Regions from separate parts of the Sus scrofa genome. Here region 2 is linked to region 1. A link is a contact called in public Hi-C data. All regions are on one chromosome and are shown on one strand. The core of a region is the stretch at or near the end of the contact, and the rest is flanking DNA. Distances in the headings are between cores, read along the strand shown.

Evidence for each region. Hi-C and Micro-C count contacts between places; a contact is called where the count stands out from the background.
Region 2: a Hi-C map of liver shows a contact between it and region 1, with 4 times the contacts expected there. A contact is called at or near these places in 1 of 5 promoter capture datasets (liver), 34 of 47 Hi-C or Micro-C datasets (adipose tissue, alveolar macrophages, blood and 17 more) and 2 of 2 datasets of targeted methods (alveolar macrophages and skeletal muscle).

Annotation. Positions count from the first base shown.
Region 1 is chr5:62,133,522-62,137,603 of Sscrofa11.1, reverse strand. It overlaps the pseudogene LOC100624127. Among named protein-coding and RNA genes, the nearest start is that of CD69, 57 kb to the right of the region's middle.
Region 2 is chr5:62,263,461-62,267,542 of Sscrofa11.1, reverse strand. No RefSeq gene overlaps it. Among named protein-coding and RNA genes, the nearest start is that of TRNAK-UUU, 7.6 kb to the right of the region's middle.

The DNA.
Region 1 (4,082 bases), core at 1,029-3,528:
TAATAAAGCAATAAATTCTAAAAGCAGTAGAAGTAAAATGATTCACTGATGAACTGACATTTACAAAATCAACAACCACCCACCCTCCCTTGCCACCTGGCTTTAGCCTCCATCTGTGTCATGACACCCAGTACATCACGAGATGCCTTTCGCCAGCTGTCAGATGTGAACATGACAGTATAGTGCACACAGTGTACTATGCAAATTAAATTTGCTTTCAAAGTATTTAAGATTTTACAGGAGCCATGGAAGTAAAATGAAAGATTTGTTTAAATCACAGGCCAAGTTATTGACAAATGAGAGAACATTGGAGCTATACTAAGTTAATGATTTAACTATAGAAAATCAACAGGGGCACCAAGAAGGTTGGTAGATGCTTCAAAGCAGAATGAATTGAAGAAGAAAATATTAAGAGATGCTCTTGGTTAAAAGTAAACTTGGAGGAGTTCCCATTGTGGCACAGCAGAAACGAAGCCGACTAGGAACCATGAGGTTGCGGGTTCCATCCCTGGCCTCTCTCAGTGGGTTAAGGATCCAACATTGCCGTGAGCTGTGGTGTAGGTCGCAGATGCGGCTCAGATCCTGCATTGCTGTGGTTTTGGTGTAGGTCAGCAGCTACGGCTCTGAATAGATCCCTAGCTTGGGAACCTCCATATGCCGCAGGTGCAGACCTAGAAAAGGCAAAAGGACACAAAGGAAAAAAAAAAAGAAAAAAGTAAACTTGGAAAGGTATTCTTTTTTTTTTTTTTTTGCAAAAATGATACAGCATATGATCATATTACAAAAGCCAAACATGATGTATAGTTGCTATCCTGATATTAAAAAATTAGGTTGAGGAGTTCCCACTATAGTTCAGTGGGTCACAACCCAACTAGTACCATGACAATTTGGGTTCGGTCCCCGGCCCTACTCAGTGGGTTAAACATCCAGCATTGCTGTGTGCTGTGGTATAGGTCATAGATGTGGCTTGATCTGGTGTTGCTGTGAGCTGTTTTGTAGCCTGGCAGCTGCAGCTCCAATTTGACCCCTAGCCTAGGAACTTCCATATGCCGCAGGTGTGGCCCTAAAAAGACAAAAAAAAAAGTCATTGGTAAAGTTTCTCGTAAGATAAAGGAAAATTAAATAAAGACATTTATGTGGTATAGAGGTATAGAGGATCTTTGGGAAAACTTTTTTTAAGAAACGATGTAGCTATAGTTTGAAGAGTCCAGGCTCTGCATCAGGCCTCACGGATGCAGATTCTAGTGCTAAAGCTACGTGGATTAACTTGTTCTCTCTGCCACTCAAGTTTCCTCATCTGGGTGGGGCTAACAGCCCTCGGAGAGCATTGACTAACTTGTTCTCTGTGCCCCTCCATTTCCTCATCTATAAAATGGAGATAACAGCCCTCGGAGAGTGGTTTGAATGGTTGAAGGAGATAATGTCTCTGCAATATTTTACGTGCTCAATACGATCTCAAAAATCATATGAATTATTTAAATACATAATAGAAATCATAAAAATATTTATTTTCGTTAGTTCCAAATAGGTGAAAACTTCTCTCATCTCTTCCATTTCTTGCCTCCGATCATATGTGTGTATACATGATCAAACTACTTTGAATGAACCGGATTTTATCAGTGCCATTCATGTATTTGTTTGTTCAACACATATTTGTTAAAGCTGCATTTGTCAGGCATTCTACTAGAAGATGTAAATCCAAAGATGAAGAAAAAAAATCCCTGATACTTACACAGATAACTCAATCTTCATATGGTAAGTACAAGGATATAAGAATTCATAGTTACTGAATGGTCTGGAGATCAACCTTAGTTTTTACTCTACCTGACTGCCTAAATCATTGAGGAAGATTCTTAATAAGCCGAGATCCATGTAGGTACAGAAGGGACTCAGAGAATAATTGCACAAATAACGTGCAGAAATAAATGGAAAGTGTCTGATTTGTTTAAAGGTAAGACTTAGAGGATTTTTTTTCATGTTCTAAGTCATATATTCTTTTAATTCTCTTAAAATAAGCATGTACTGCTTTGAAAATCACCCATAGAAACGACTGAAGAGTTTTGTTAGTGTCTCCAACATAGAACTCTCAGCCACTCTGAACCATCACAGGCTGGGGAAATGCAGGAGGCCCAGACCATCAACGCTGAGAGTCCCGAAGTCTGATGGGCGCCCAAAGTGAAGGCACCACTGACAGGCTTCCGGCGCACCCTAAGCCGACCACAGAGCCCCGCCTCCAACATCTCCGAGTCCGCCGCCCTCCACTGCAACCCCTGCCCGGGTTTGGACAGTTGCTCAAACGCTGACAGCTCCCTCTAGTGGCAACGTTTGCTTTCTTTACACGTGGGGATTGAAGAAAAGGCAATTTGAAGATCAACAGGAAACACGCTAAAGACTAGCCTGGTTTTAATGAAAATGCAAGTGGCAGGGCAGCGCATGCAGTCTTCCGGATACTTGCTACTAAAGACCTATAGTGAGAACTATTGTAAAGATACAGGAACTGGGGAGGGAGGCAAAAAGGTGATGGTGATTGTCTGTTAATATTCTTTGCAAGGCCTAGATTAAAAACAAAGCATAGAAGTTAAAGTTAGATATATAAGTAAGGGGCAACTAAGAAGCAAGACCTTAAATGGTCTCTAGCATATCAAAACCAATTCTGCAAAATCAAATTTATTATTACCAAAGGGAAACATAGTGGGGAGGGATAAATTAGGAGTGTGAGATTAACCTATACACACTACTATGTGTGAAATAGATAACCAGCAACAACCTACCACATGGCACAGGGAACTAACTCTACTCAATACTCTTTAATAACCTATATGGGAAAAGAATCTGAAAAATAATGGATATATGTATGTGAATAACTGAATCACCTTGCTGCACACCCAATACCAAGACAACATTGTAAATCAACTGTACATGTTTTAAAAAATAAAGTTCTCGCAGATCCCGTTGTAACTCGTTGGTAATGGACCCTTCTAGTATCTATGAGGAAAAGGGTACCTTCCCTGGCCTAGCTCAGTGGGTTAAGGACCCAGCGTTCCTGTGAGCTGTGGTATAGGTCACAGATGTGGCTTGGGTCTGGCCTTGCTGTGGCTGTGGTGTAGGCCCAGAGCTGCAGCTCCGGGTCGACCCCTAGCATGGAACTCCCAAATGCCATAAGTGCAGCCCTAAGAATAAATAAATAAATAAATAAATAAATAAATGTTTTCTTTTTTATGTTGTCATAAGTCTTTAATGTTTTAAAGTAAAAGATACAGAGTCATGTATCTCAAATAGTTTACCAATTATGGGGGTGTAGTTTTCCAGAAATGGGGGAAGATTAAGGATGATTTATAATACAACCAAGATAAAGAATATATAAGCTTTGGGAGTTCCCGTTGTGGTGCAGTGGTTAACGAATCTGACTAGAAACCATGAGGTGGCGGGTTCGGTCCCTGCCCTTGCTCAGTGGGTTAACGATCCGGCGTTGCCGTGAGCTGTGGTGTAGGTTGCAGACGCGGCTTGGATCCCGCATTGCTGTGGCTCTGGCGTAGGCCAGTGACTACAGCTCCGATTCGACCCCTAGCCTGGGAACCTCCATATGCCACGGGAGCGGCCCAAAGAAATAGCAAAAAGACCAAAAAAAAAAGAATATATAAGCTTTGTTTTTAAAACCTCATAATAGATTTATATTTATAATATGAAACATGCTAAATATTTATAAATAGATTTATATAATAGATTTTCAGTTTAATAATGTAATTATATTTTTTAAAATGTCATAACATTAGGTATTCAAACAAGTATGTATATTCCTGATGGTTAGGGGACAAGGATAAGTTTAAGGGACAAATTTTAAGATAGCCAATTTCCTTATATGTTCTTTTCCAACAAATAGTCTGCTTGAACAATTTTTAAGAAGTACAGTTAAAATAAAATATTGATAAGAGTTCCCAGTGTAGTGCATTGGGATCCAGGGATCTCTGCTGCTCCCAGCCCCCTACAGTGGGTTAAAGGATCCAGCACTGCTGCAATTGTGGCTCAGATCTGTTTCCTGGCCCAGGAACTCCATATGTCAAGGGGTGGCAAAAAAGAAAATA
Region 2 (4,082 bases), core at 768-3,267, 130 kb before region 1:
TAACGGCTGTACCTGAGCGTATGGAAGTTCCCAGGCTAGGGGTCGAATCGGAGCTACAGCTGCTGGGTGACACCACAGCTGCAGCAATACTGGATGCAAACCATGTCTTCAACCTATGTCACAGTTTTCGGCAATGCAACCCGCTAGGCTAGGGATTGAACCTGCATCCTCATGGAGACTCTGTTGGGCTCTTAACCTGCTGAGCCGTAATGTGAACTCCCAACAGTTAATCTTTCACAGATTCAACCTTGAACACCCCACTGCCACCACCACTTGCCTTAAAATACTTCTATTGAGGATACTATATCCTTAACAACTTTGGAGGAATTATTTACCTCTACTCAGAAAATCTGACCACCTTAAAGGACAAATGATTGATTCCCTCCTATTAAAATGAAGGATACTTATTCTACGAGTTAGGGTTGTGCCCATCTAGGGTACTATTGTTTGTGTGGACATTATTTCTTTTTGGGGGGAAGGGAGCACCACTGCAGTATATGGAAATTCCCAGATTAGGGGTCCAATAGGAGATACACCTGCCAGCCTACACCATAGTCACAGCAACGCCAGATCCGAGGCCCATCTGTGACCTATATTGAAACTTGCCGGATCCTTAACCCGCTGAACCAGGCCAGGGATCAAAGCTGCATCCTCATGGATATTGGTTAGGTTCCTAACCTGCTGAGCCACAATAGGAACTCCGAGGACGTCACTTCTACTCTTAAAACCCAACAAATCATTTTAAATTTATTAGCCAAGTTTAGCATGGCTTATGGTTTTCTCTTAAGTAACTCTCAGGGTGGGAGGACATTCACGCTATAGCAAATAGAGTGAACAATGCTTTCTGTACTTCATTAAAGAAATACAAACAAATAAACAGCGTATGACTAAGCTAGAAGAATAAAACCACCTGGCTTTCTGAAATGAGCTTACGAGGATATTGGAATGTGTTTTATTGGTCTAGGTTTAATGATCTCAGTTCTTGGCGTTATGGTCTATTTGAAGGAGTAAAACAATGTTGTTGCTGGGAGTTGTCTCTGTTGCACTGGACTCTGCATCCTGCCCAAAGTCTTAGGTGCTACTCCACGGCTATTATCACATCACATGGTTCACCAGCTTGTAACAGCAGCATGAAGGGCCACCTCTCATCCAACTACAAACAACGTCCTCTGGAAAATCTCCTGATTTTAGCAATGATGAAGATCTGCATATCACAGATTGATATCCTATGACCTGAAGCCATCTGTTTTTCACCAAAAGCGGGGGATTAAGATATGAAAAAGCACCCTGAGAGTTCTTAGCTGGAGTTCTCTGCTGACCATACCAATTTCACAGAGTACAAACATTCCACAAGGTCATTCTGGAGCCAGACAGACTGAGACAGAAACAAGGTCACTCATCAATCATCTCTAAGTACAGATAGAAATCTGAACATTGTGTAACTACACAAATAACCAGATATGTCCTTCTCCCAGCTCATATCAGTGACTGTAGCTTCTTTGCCGTTTACTGCTTAAGTCTTGGTATGTTTTCCCTGCCTAATGTATTAAAACTACTAAGAAATCTTCAACAATTACACAGGGCTGTACAAGCTAAAGGAATAAAACTCTCCAAAAAGTATACTTAAGTGACATTTTGGCTAATGGAAGCCTGCTGTGTAGTAGAGAACTCTATCCCAATATTCTGCGATTATCTATATGGAAAAAGAATCTGACAGAGAATGGATGTGTGTACATATATAAATGAATTACTTTGCTGTACAGCAGAAATGATCACAACCTTGTAAGTCGACTATACTTCAATAAAACTTTAAAAAATTTAAAAAAGGCAAGAGAGGAGTCCCCACTGTGGCACATTGGGTCAAGCATCACATTGCAGGGGCTCTGGTCACCATGGAGGCACGGGTTCAATCTCCAGCCGGCGCAGTGGGCTAAAGGATCCTGTACTGCTGCAGGTGTGATGTAGCGTGAAGCTGTGACTTGGAGTCAGTCCCTGTCCCGGGAATGTCAATATGCCACAGTTGAGGCCATTAAAAAAAAAAATAAATTAAAAAGGAGGAGGCAAAAGATCTGATACCCTAGGAGAAGGAAATCACAGGAAAATATCAGGAAGGTCCTAGACATCTTCCAGGTCCTCGTCCCATGACACCTGCTTTGTCTTTTAGACTGTGAACCTCCAAGATGTGTGTGTAATATCTGTCTCTGGGAAATCAAAGCATGAGTTTGTTAAGACATCTTTTATCCTATACCTGCCTGTGTAATCAGATAAACCTGAGGTAGAACACCGATCTGTACATTCTCAGCAACACATGTAGTGTAGCTGATAAAGCATGCATGCATGCATGCATGTGTTTTTGGCACATTAAACCTCATCTTGTAAATCACTAGTTCATTCATCCTTAACTTGCCCATGTTTTCAGGTGCCTTTGGAGATAATCATAGAGTTACCATATAACAGCTACAAGTTAGTCCTATCTCTTTACAACACCCAGTAACCCAGTAAACCAAGTTACCCGGTGAACTAAAATACTGGTTTCTGATGACATCTGATCTAGAGCAAGCCCCACTCTATAGAATTCTACCCCAAACCTCCCAGGACAAGGCTCAATCTTATAACAGCCCTTTCCTAATTCCTTCCTACTGACATACTGGACTGCTTAGGATAAAGTTGACTTTCAGCTGAACTGGACCGGAAAAGTTATATATAGCCTTAGCTTTGGGAACTATTGGTCTGGCTTTGACTCTTGGCTAAAAAAAAATGTGCAATGGAATTCATAATGTGTTGTTCAAAGTTTGAAACTCCCATGGTGACCCTTGGAGCAGTTTGTTGATAGATGGTTTCCAACTGGCCCAACCAGAGAGCCTGGACAACGGGATAAGTGGGGAATAAAAACCCACATGGGAACTTCTGCCCTGAAATTTCCCAGAGCTACAACTCCTTGAGATGACCTTGGGAGTTCAATTCAGAGCCAGAACATAGAAGACATGTGAAAAGAACCCTGGGTGATTGCCCCTAGAAATCTCTAGCCTCCCAAATGTTTGCCTGCCTTCTCTTTCTCTTGCTGTATGATATCTGCGGCCTTTTAAAATAATCTCTTAATTTTTTTTTTTTGGCTGCCCCGCCACATATGGAGTTCTGTTGCAACACTGAATCCTTTAACCCACTGTGCCAAGTCAGGGATCGAACCTGTGTCCTGGCACTACAGAGACATTGCTTATCCTATTGTGCCACAGTGGGAACTTCTATTTTTTAATTAAAGTAGAGTTGATTTACAATGTTGTGCCAATTTCTGCTGTACAGCAGAATGACCCAGGAGCAGGTATATATAATATATACGTCTTTTTCTTGCTTTCATTGTGCTCTATGATGTCTGGATATAGTTCCCTTTGCTACACAGTAGGACCCCATTGCTTATCTATTCTAAATGGAATAGTTTGTATTTACTAACCTCAAATTCCCAGTCCATTGCACTCCCTCCCCCTTCCCCTTGGCAACCACAAGTGTGTTCTCTGTGTCTGTGAGTCTGTTTTGTGAATAGGTTCATTTATGCCTTTTTTTTTTTTTAGGGCCACACCTGTGGGCATATGGAGGTTGCCAGGCTAGGGGTCGAATTGGAGCTGCAGCTGCCAGCTTACACCACAGCCACAGCAACTCGGGATTATTTGTGACATATTTTAGATTCCACATATAAGTGATATCATATGGTGTTTGTCCTTCCCTTTCTCTGGCCTCTCAAATGTTTGCCTGCATTCTCTTTCTCTTGTGGCACAGTATTTGTGGACTTTAGATTAAAGGCCTTAGGTGAGCATGCTCTGTGGAGTCTTGTTGTTGCTTTCAAATATCTGGCAAAACCTTGCACCCACGCGTTCCCATGGTGTGTGGTACCTGCTATAGCTCGTAATAAATGCAGCTTTAACTTAGATCTGTTCTTGTGGGTCTCGGGCTTGTAGGCATCAATGTGGAAAATCAAGGTAGAGATCTCAGCCCCAAATTAGAGACATAATTTATATCAGTGGAAAACAAATATCTACACTACATTCAACTTGTTGAACAACAGGTTTGGAGAGAAAGCATATGCAACC